Linked DNA regions of Mus musculus: region 2 is linked to region 1. A link is a contact called in public Hi-C data. All regions are on one chromosome and are shown on one strand. The core of a region is the stretch at or near the end of the contact, and the rest is flanking DNA. Distances in the headings are between cores, read along the strand shown. Region 1 overlaps Man1c1 (mannosidase, alpha, class 1C, member 1). Region 2 overlaps Man1c1 (mannosidase, alpha, class 1C, member 1).

The links. Hi-C and Micro-C count contacts between places; a contact is called where the count stands out from the background.
Region 2: a Hi-C map of the N1E-115 cell line shows a contact between it and region 1, with 2.5 times the contacts expected there. The contact joins two enhancer-like sites. A contact is called at or near these places in 9 of 484 Hi-C or Micro-C datasets (the AML12 cell line, the HPC-7 cell line, the N1E-115 cell line and 5 more), 8 of 115 datasets of contacts at active chromatin or transcription factors (the HPC-7 cell line, bone marrow-derived macrophages, embryonic basal ganglia and 5 more) and 1 of 9 other capture datasets (embryonic stem cells).

The regions. Positions count from the first base shown.
Region 1 is chr4:134,577,249-134,580,929 of GRCm38.p6, reverse strand. Man1c1 (mannosidase, alpha, class 1C, member 1) reads left to right here. Exons shown (of 12, transcript NM_207237.3): 6 at 42-159; 7 at 2,551-2,644. Among named protein-coding and RNA genes, the nearest start is that of Mir6403, 11 kb to the right of the region's middle. Within about 2 kb of position 2,334, at least 43 of the 459 cell types and tissues checked have an H3K27ac peak or open chromatin away from gene starts, as enhancers often do. A contact at or near this core is called in the N1E-115 cell line, where this site is marked.
Region 2 is chr4:134,668,546-134,672,574 of GRCm38.p6, reverse strand. The region is part of intron 1 of Man1c1 (mannosidase, alpha, class 1C, member 1); the gene reads left to right. Among named protein-coding and RNA genes, the nearest start is that of Man1c1, 34 kb to the left of the region's middle. Within about 2 kb of position 2,419, at least 26 of the 459 cell types and tissues checked have an H3K27ac peak or open chromatin away from gene starts, as enhancers often do. A contact at or near this core is called in the N1E-115 cell line, where this site is marked.

The DNA.
Region 1 (3,681 bases), core at 1,085-3,584:
GCCAAGGAGCCAGCAGGGTGACAGAGCTGATGTCTTTTCAGCGGTAGCTGGGGCTGGGCCACGGCAGGCAGCAGCAGCATCCTGGCCGAGTTTGGGTCCCTGCACTTGGAATTCCTGCATCTCACTGAACTCTCTGGCAATCCAGTCTTTGCAGAAAAGGTGAGTTCTCCCCCCCACACACACACTCCAAGGGATAGAGGGCAAGTGTCTGCAGTTGAGGTTTGCAGACCCCAGCCACCACTCTTGAAGCAGTAACTAGTGGGAGAACCAACTGTGCCCAACACCAGGTGGCAGGGAGGGAAACAGAAGCCACCAGAACTCTGCCAGCGAGGCTTGTGCTGGTGCACGGGCTGGTGGCAGATCTGTGAGCCTGTGAAATCTGGAGACTGTGACTGAGAGCCAGGCTCCGCATCCTGGCAGGAACAGGCGGTGGTGTGCGAGTCCCTTTCCAGGGACATTTAGCTTTTCTCAATGTGAGATCTCCCCGCCTTTTCCTCCCAGGTGCTGTCTGGCTCGAGCTGGCAGCAGGCTGGCAGAGCGGCTTCCTCGACACTGTTCTTGGCTGCCCAAGGCTACATGGGTGCTGGGAAGTGCGTCCTGATGATTGCCCGTACCTGTCCCTGGGATGCTCTCCAGAAGGGGCTACAGTCCTGGGCAATCCACAAGCGAACATCTGGATTCAGATTTAATCCTGAATCCAAAAGAAGTCAGTGTACACATAAGCCCCTTCCAGACCCCTCTAAGAACAACCTTTGGGGTCCCACTGTCCCTCTGAAATGGCCACACACTGTCTTGGGCCACCAGCTGTTCTCCGAGCATATCCACCACCACGCCAAGCAGCTGGAAGGAAGCCTTTGCTTGCCCCAGGCCCTGGAGTCTGCACATTCATATGATGCCCAGTGTTCCTTAATACTAGATTTGGGGCCACTGTGTCCTCTGTGTGGGAATCCATCAGGACAGAGACATCAGGACAAGCTTCCTGCCCCCTTGATTGGTGCCTCTGACCTGCCTCTTGCCCCTACCCTTACCTATCCAGGGTATGGCCACTCAGATGAGTCTAACCACACTGCCCAATGCCATGCTCTCTGACCCTAAGCCAGCTCTGGCTTTCTGTTCACACTACCCGCCAGATGGACTTCCCTGGGACGCCCTGGCCAGCTCAGGAAAAGGTTCCCCAAGAGTGCACACTGGCCCGTACCATGTGCTGGGCAGGTTTTATCTTAAGCCCCAGCGAGGGAAGGGGGGTGGCAGCGGTGGGGGAGGGGGATGGCAGTGGTGGGGGGAGGGGTGTTTTCTGCCAACCCAATCTAACTGAGGGTGGAATGAGATCCAGAGAGGCTGAATCACCTGCCCCGGGGCAGCCAGCTTGTGAGTGATAAAACTGAGAACCGGGCCGGGAACTCTTCAGCCTCTCTCTTCCCTGGCCCACAGCTGGCTACAGGCTGCAGCTCCAGACTCCCAGTCCCTCCATCGCTCTCCATTTGCATACTTCAGCTATTTTCGTCCCCCCCTAGTCACGCCTCCCGCAGAGGCGATTATTAGCAGTCAAAGTTTTACAGCACCCTGCCCCCTCCTGGAGAGCTAATATAGCCTGCTTCCCTGGGTCCCACCAGGACAGGGGAGCATAAGACGATTGGCACAGAGAATCTTCCTGTCCCTCTCCTGGTCTATGCTGCCTTAAAGGGACCCGAGGTCCAATGAGGCAAAGCCAAGCGCCTCTGAGGTAAAGGAAGACTGACGATGACGCTGAGGGCTCAACCTCTCAGCTGCCCCTTTGTGCCAGTTTATCTGTGGGGTGGGCGGGGGGCAGTGTGGCTCTCCCAGAGAGTCCAGTTCTAGTGGACATCAGGGAAAAGTTCTCCATTGCACCTCCGGCCACGTGCAATCCTGGAGGCTGCAAGCCCAGCCTCTGCCGTGTGCTTGCCTAGCTCTCTGCGTCTGTATTGGACTCAAGGGCTGTTCCATGCAGGACAAGGAATACAGAGAGTCCAAGGACTCGGAACGACCTGGTTCGTGCCCCAGCTCTCTGCTAACTTACATGGGCTGGGCTGGGGCTCCATCAGTGGTGTTTGCCTAGCATACGCGAAGCCCTGGGTTTGATCCAGAGCAGTCATAAGTAGGACGTGGTCATACACGTCTATGACCCCAACACTCAGGGTGGAGGCGGAAGATTAAGAGGTCAAGGTCAACTTGAGCTACATGAGACCCTGTCTTTAAAAGAAGGAAATGTAGCTAACAAGATAGCTACCGCCACTCATCTGAAACTCCTCCCCCAGAGTGGTCTGCAGGGGAGGTACTGGCAGGTAGCCAGCCCAGGATAGGGCTGTTGCAGGCAGAGCAGTCAGCAAAGGGATGGTGAGTCAGGCTGCACTTGGCTCCATCCCACCATGCTCTGTGTGCAGGCACAGAACCTGGGGCTCTTTTCACTGTCTCCCCCACAACCAGAAAGCTTTAACCCCCATATGCATCTGAAAACTATGTGTGTTATCCTCGTGGGTGGAGAATCGATGACTTCTTCAGGAAAGTGACTGCGCCTGGTGTCTCTCACAGGTCAAACATATCCGCAAGGTCCTCAGGGAGATTGACAAACCCTTCGGTCTCTACCCCAACTTCCTCAGCCCCACGAGTGGAAACTGGGTGCAGCGTAAGTACTGGCCCTGTGGCTTCTCCTCCCGTGGGTTCCCATTCGGGCTTCCTGAATCCTAGCAGGCTCCGGCTGAGAGCCGGGGTCGGGCACCAGCTCTGGATTCACCAGCCTGGACATGCCAGCACCTACCTACCTACATGTGTGCCCAACTCTTCCCAGCCGCCTTAGCATCCATCTCTCTCAGCAGCCCTGCACCCTCCTCCATTATCCAGACTTGCAGGAATGTCCCACTTAAGGCCATCATTCAGAAGTGACTGCAGGAAAGGGCCCGGGGAGCTCCCCCCACCCCTTTGATCTGGTTCCCACCTCCAGCTTTGATTGAGATAAAATTTTAGGTGGGGACAAACTAGGCAGTGATCTAAAAATCACTTACCACTATATTTTAACTTCCTTGAATCAGTCCTGGGCGTTTTCAATTTAAAGAATTAGCCCAGGCTATTCTGGAACTCCATCTTTAGATTAGGCTGGCCTTGAACTCAAAGATCTGCCTTCCTGCCTCTGCCTCTGCCTCTTGAATGCTGGGATCAAAGGCATGCACCACCACAGCCCTACTGTTTAAAGACTTTTTGAGATAAGGTCTTCAGGTAGCCCAGGCTGGCTTTGAGTCCTCCTGCCTCCACACCCCAAGTGCTGAGATGATGGGTGTGTGGCTTCACACCTTGCAACTTTGTCAAACACCTGTGGGGCTTCCCCCAAGTCCTAGCCACAGATAGAGTGGGACTGGACGGAGAGTTGACCAGGCCCGCAGAGCCTGCTGAGCTTACTGTGGAAGAGCCAGGCTCTGGGAGAGTGTCAAAGGCTCAGCCATGTGGTCAGTCAGCAGGAACTGCACTTTCAGGCTCTGTGTGTGTGTGTGTGTGTGTGTGTGTGTGTGTGTGTGTGTGTGTGTGTGTGTGTGTTATATCATTTGCAACCTCAGAAATGACAGATGAAGGGGAAAGAGTTAGGGCCACAGCTCAGGCCACCCAGCCTCTGCTCCTGCCTGCTTCCCAGACTCTCCACACCTGGCTTCAGCCTCTCAGGAGACCCAACTC
Region 2 (4,029 bases), core at 1,170-3,669, 92 kb before region 1:
TGAGGCACCAGACTTGTAGGGCGCGGGGCTCTGTAAAGGGGAAGCTGTGCTGGTCTTGGTTGGGCTAGATGGCATGCCGCTTTTATCGGGCAGAATCCAGGCCAGGAGCCGAGGACTACCCTGGCAGGCTAGGTGGGCATCGCCAAATAATGGGCCACAGGATTTTGCTTCCATTCTCACGTGGCTGACTTGATGTAGGTGCCACAGAGTGTAATCTGCTCACAGTTTGACAGTGAATTTTCTGTGCCCCCAAACTGTGGCGGAGTTCAGTGGAACCAAAGCCTTCTCAGGTTACAGTAAGCCAGCCTGGTTTAAAACGGACACAAAACTTAGATCTTAGCTCCCATCAGCACAGTCACTCACTCCAGCCTACACCGTCCCAAAAGACCCCGGGCGAAGGAACTGGGTGACTCTAGTTCTGGGTACCACCCTTCACTGTCCAACTCTCTGTCTCATGTAAGTCCCATCTGGGACAGGGTTCTGTCTGGGGTTAGGGTTAGGGGTTCCGTCTGGGGTTCTGCCTGGGCTTCCGTCCGGGCTTCCATCCGGGCTTCCGCCCGTAGAACTTAGGTTGGAAACCTGATGTCAACCACTGTTCTCAAAGGCCTGGGCGGGCTGTGGCCAATGGTTTCCTTCCTTGCCCACCTCTGTGGTTGCTAACCTCGGGCGCTTTCGTGACTCCGAATGACTGGTTTAGTCACAGGGAGCCTCGGACACTTGTGGTTTAATCTCTTTTCTCGGCTTCCAGGGAGCAAGCAGAGTTGACAAATACAGATGGAATCCTGTTGTCTGGTTCTTTGCTTGGGCCCTGGGGATAGGAGGTGATCGATGGTGTGTATGGGCTAGCGCAGCTGCTTAGAAGACAGCCTCTTTCCTGTGTGGCTCTGCTCTGGTCTCTCGCCTGCTGCCTTCTCAGCCTCCAATCAGGAGGAATAACTTCCAAGTCTATTGGAAGGAATCTTAATTTTTCTTTAAACTCTGCAGAAAATGCCAGTTTTCCCGGGGGACGCATTCTCGGGTTAATGGGGGGAAAGTATGAAGAAATGTGACTTTGCCTCCGAACCTCTGTTTCTCTTGGGTGATGGTTTGATTTCAGGAGGAAGGGAAATCTTGTCCTTGAGCGTGACAGTGTAGGGTGGTGTCCCCGGGGCTGCAGACGGGACAGAGTCCAAACTGTCAGTGGGGTATCCTCTGCAGCGGCTGCCTCTTTGGAGACCACAGAAGTGGCGTTCTGACACCGAGACAGATGTTGGAGCGGAGTCATCGTGTCTCTTCCTTATTTCCTTACGGAAGTATTTGTGGGACTCGAGCGATGGCTCAGTGGTGTAGAGTACGTGCTTCTGTCGTGGAGGATCCAGGTTTGACTCTCAGGAACTACATGGCCACTCACAAGTCCGTAACTCTTATCCCGGGGGATCCGACACACTCTTCTGACCTCTGCATGCGTATGGAGCGAGTACACACGGGGAGACAAAACACTCATGCGCATAAAAGAAAAATAAATACAAGCCTTTAAAGAAGAAATCATTTGTATGTCTGTGTGCAGGTACACGTGTGTGTACACGTATGTGGGCATCAGGTCAGCTTGATGGACACTTAGTTTTCCCCCTGAGGAAGCGTCTCTGTCGGTTTGGGATCCACCGGTTAGGTCAGGCTGGTCAGCAGGTGGGTCTCGGGGACAGACCTGTCTCCACTCTCCAGCACAGCTGGTGTTTTCCATGGCTTCTGGGAATGAAACTCAGACCTCCGTGCTTGCGTGGCAAGCCTTTCACATGCCAGCTTTAGGAAGAATGTTTATTGACACGTACTATTTCCAGAATGTATGGGGTATGGTATCATCACCTGACACAGATAATATATAATTGGACATAATAGATACAATGACCAAGTCAAGTCTTTTTAGAAGATATCGTTTTAATAAAGGAAGCACTCTACCTGTGAGCTACATTGCCTGAAAGATGCCATTCTGTCATCTGTCTGCAGGTCCCTTGGTCCCCTGCCTCAGGCTACCCCCTTAGTAATGCCTTGAAGTGTTAGCTGTGCTCCTGGCTTCAACGTGAAGTGGTCAGCTTTTGCGTTAGCGACGCTGGACGCCTCAGCCTGAGCGATTCCTTCCGGTGGTCTCCACCCTCTGTTGCGTGCTCCGAGTGCCGTGCCCTCAGTAGGCCGAGCTTAATTGCAGAGATTCATTTGAAAATGCTCTCAGAAGTAAACTTGAAAAGGCCCGAGTTCCAGCACGCCCGTGCTGGCATCTTGCTGTCTGTCTTCAGTTTGCTGGGCACAGGGAGTCACGGAGTTAAGAGGAAGAGATAGTTGAAAGGAAAGGTCACCTGTCCGGGCCCTGCCCCGGGAGGCCTGCAGTCTGGCATGGTGGCGCCTTCCTTTCTTAGCCTGAGGCGCTTTGGTGACTCATCTGAAGCAGCAATTTATGTTCTTTTCCTTCTTTACCAAGAGATAATTTCCTCCCCATCTGCCACTTTAAGGCTCAAGGCCTCCGTTTCCTGTGCTGAGAACATAGTGGCCTGTTGTCCCTTAGCTCTGTTCATGTCCTTTGGGGCTTGGGTTTGGGGGTGGGGAGAGGTTTCTGTCTGATGGACGCACAGCAACCAGATTGCATTATCCAGAGCCCTGGACAGGTGGGAAAGGTGGGATCGGGAGCGTGGGCCCCGTGGCTCACGGGCTTTGTCAGTGGTGACTTCTGTCAGTCACCACAGCTCCCTCATCCTTTTCTCCGCCATAAGTGTAATGAGACAGGCAACCGGCACCCTGAGGTGATGTCTGGGGACTCCAGCTCCAAGCTGAAGCAAATTGCAGTGAGCAGAAGTCGGTGACCGACCGCACAGCTTGCCCTGCAGGCTGGACAGCTGTCAGCTTCAGGGCCCTCTCATCTGGGCAGGGGCGGGGTTACAGCCGGGCATCTATGTATGTAACACTGCCTCCTGGGGTCTTGGCAGTTGTAAAAATGAGACTGGACCCTAGCTGTCTTAGGCACTACTGGTCATACCCTGGGTGGTCTAAACCACATTGAGTTAGCCAGCCTGAGACTTAGTGACAGGGTGAGTCCTTCCTCTAAGTTTTCATCTTCATGGTGACTCAGGAGACAGGGGTGGCTTTCCTGTGCTGGAAACTGAGGCCTAGAGGTGGAAAGTAACACAGCTGGAAAGTGGCCACTCCAGGGTGGGGACAGAGAGTGGGCATGCTGCCTGTGAGGGCTAGGTGTCCAGGCTGTGGACTCAGGACCCAGGAGAGTGAGGAGGACCCGGGCTTCATGGGAACAGAAAGCCAGTGTACAGAGACAACTTCCGGCTCACCCAAACTCCCCCTAATCCCCAATTCCATCTCTTCTTGGAGGTTCCTCTCAGCTGCCCAAGGGACCGGGTTTTCATTCTTTCCTTTGGTCTTCACAATAATCTCAGAATTTCTCTTCTTTGCAGATGAGGGCGGGAGGCAGGGAAGGTACTCTGTCTAAGATGCCGTAGTAACCGCTGAGGTTTCGGGGTCTGGAGTCTGCTGGTTTCTGTCCCACACCATGTGTTTTCCAGGCTGGGCTTTCTGTGTTCCAGATATCTCAGGCTCAACTGCCTTGTGAGATGGGCTCTGGGCCCTGATTTGTATGTCCCTGTGGCCTCCCCAGGCACAATCCACACCTCTCCACTCCATAGCACCTCTCACTCACCGAGGCTGCTCCACAGCCTGTTCAGCTCCGTGAGAAGCCAAGAGATTGCCAGGTTATCTGCAGCCTGTGTCTCTTCAGGCCAGGCCAGCAGGAGAAGCAGAAGAATGGGCTGCCGACTCTTCCTTCCCAGCAGGTCTGAGCCCGAGCAGGGAAAGGTTGGGAGGAGCAGGGGGCTGTGGACCCTGGGCATCCTCATCCCTACCACCTGACTGAAAGACTTGGACAGTGTGTCTGTCACCCGCTTGCCCTGGCTGTTCCCTAATTTAAGTTCACTGGTACCAGCCGGGATGTGGAAGGGACAGAAGATGAGGATGGAGGTGGGAGGGGGCAGTGGGGAAAGGCAGGAACAGCTC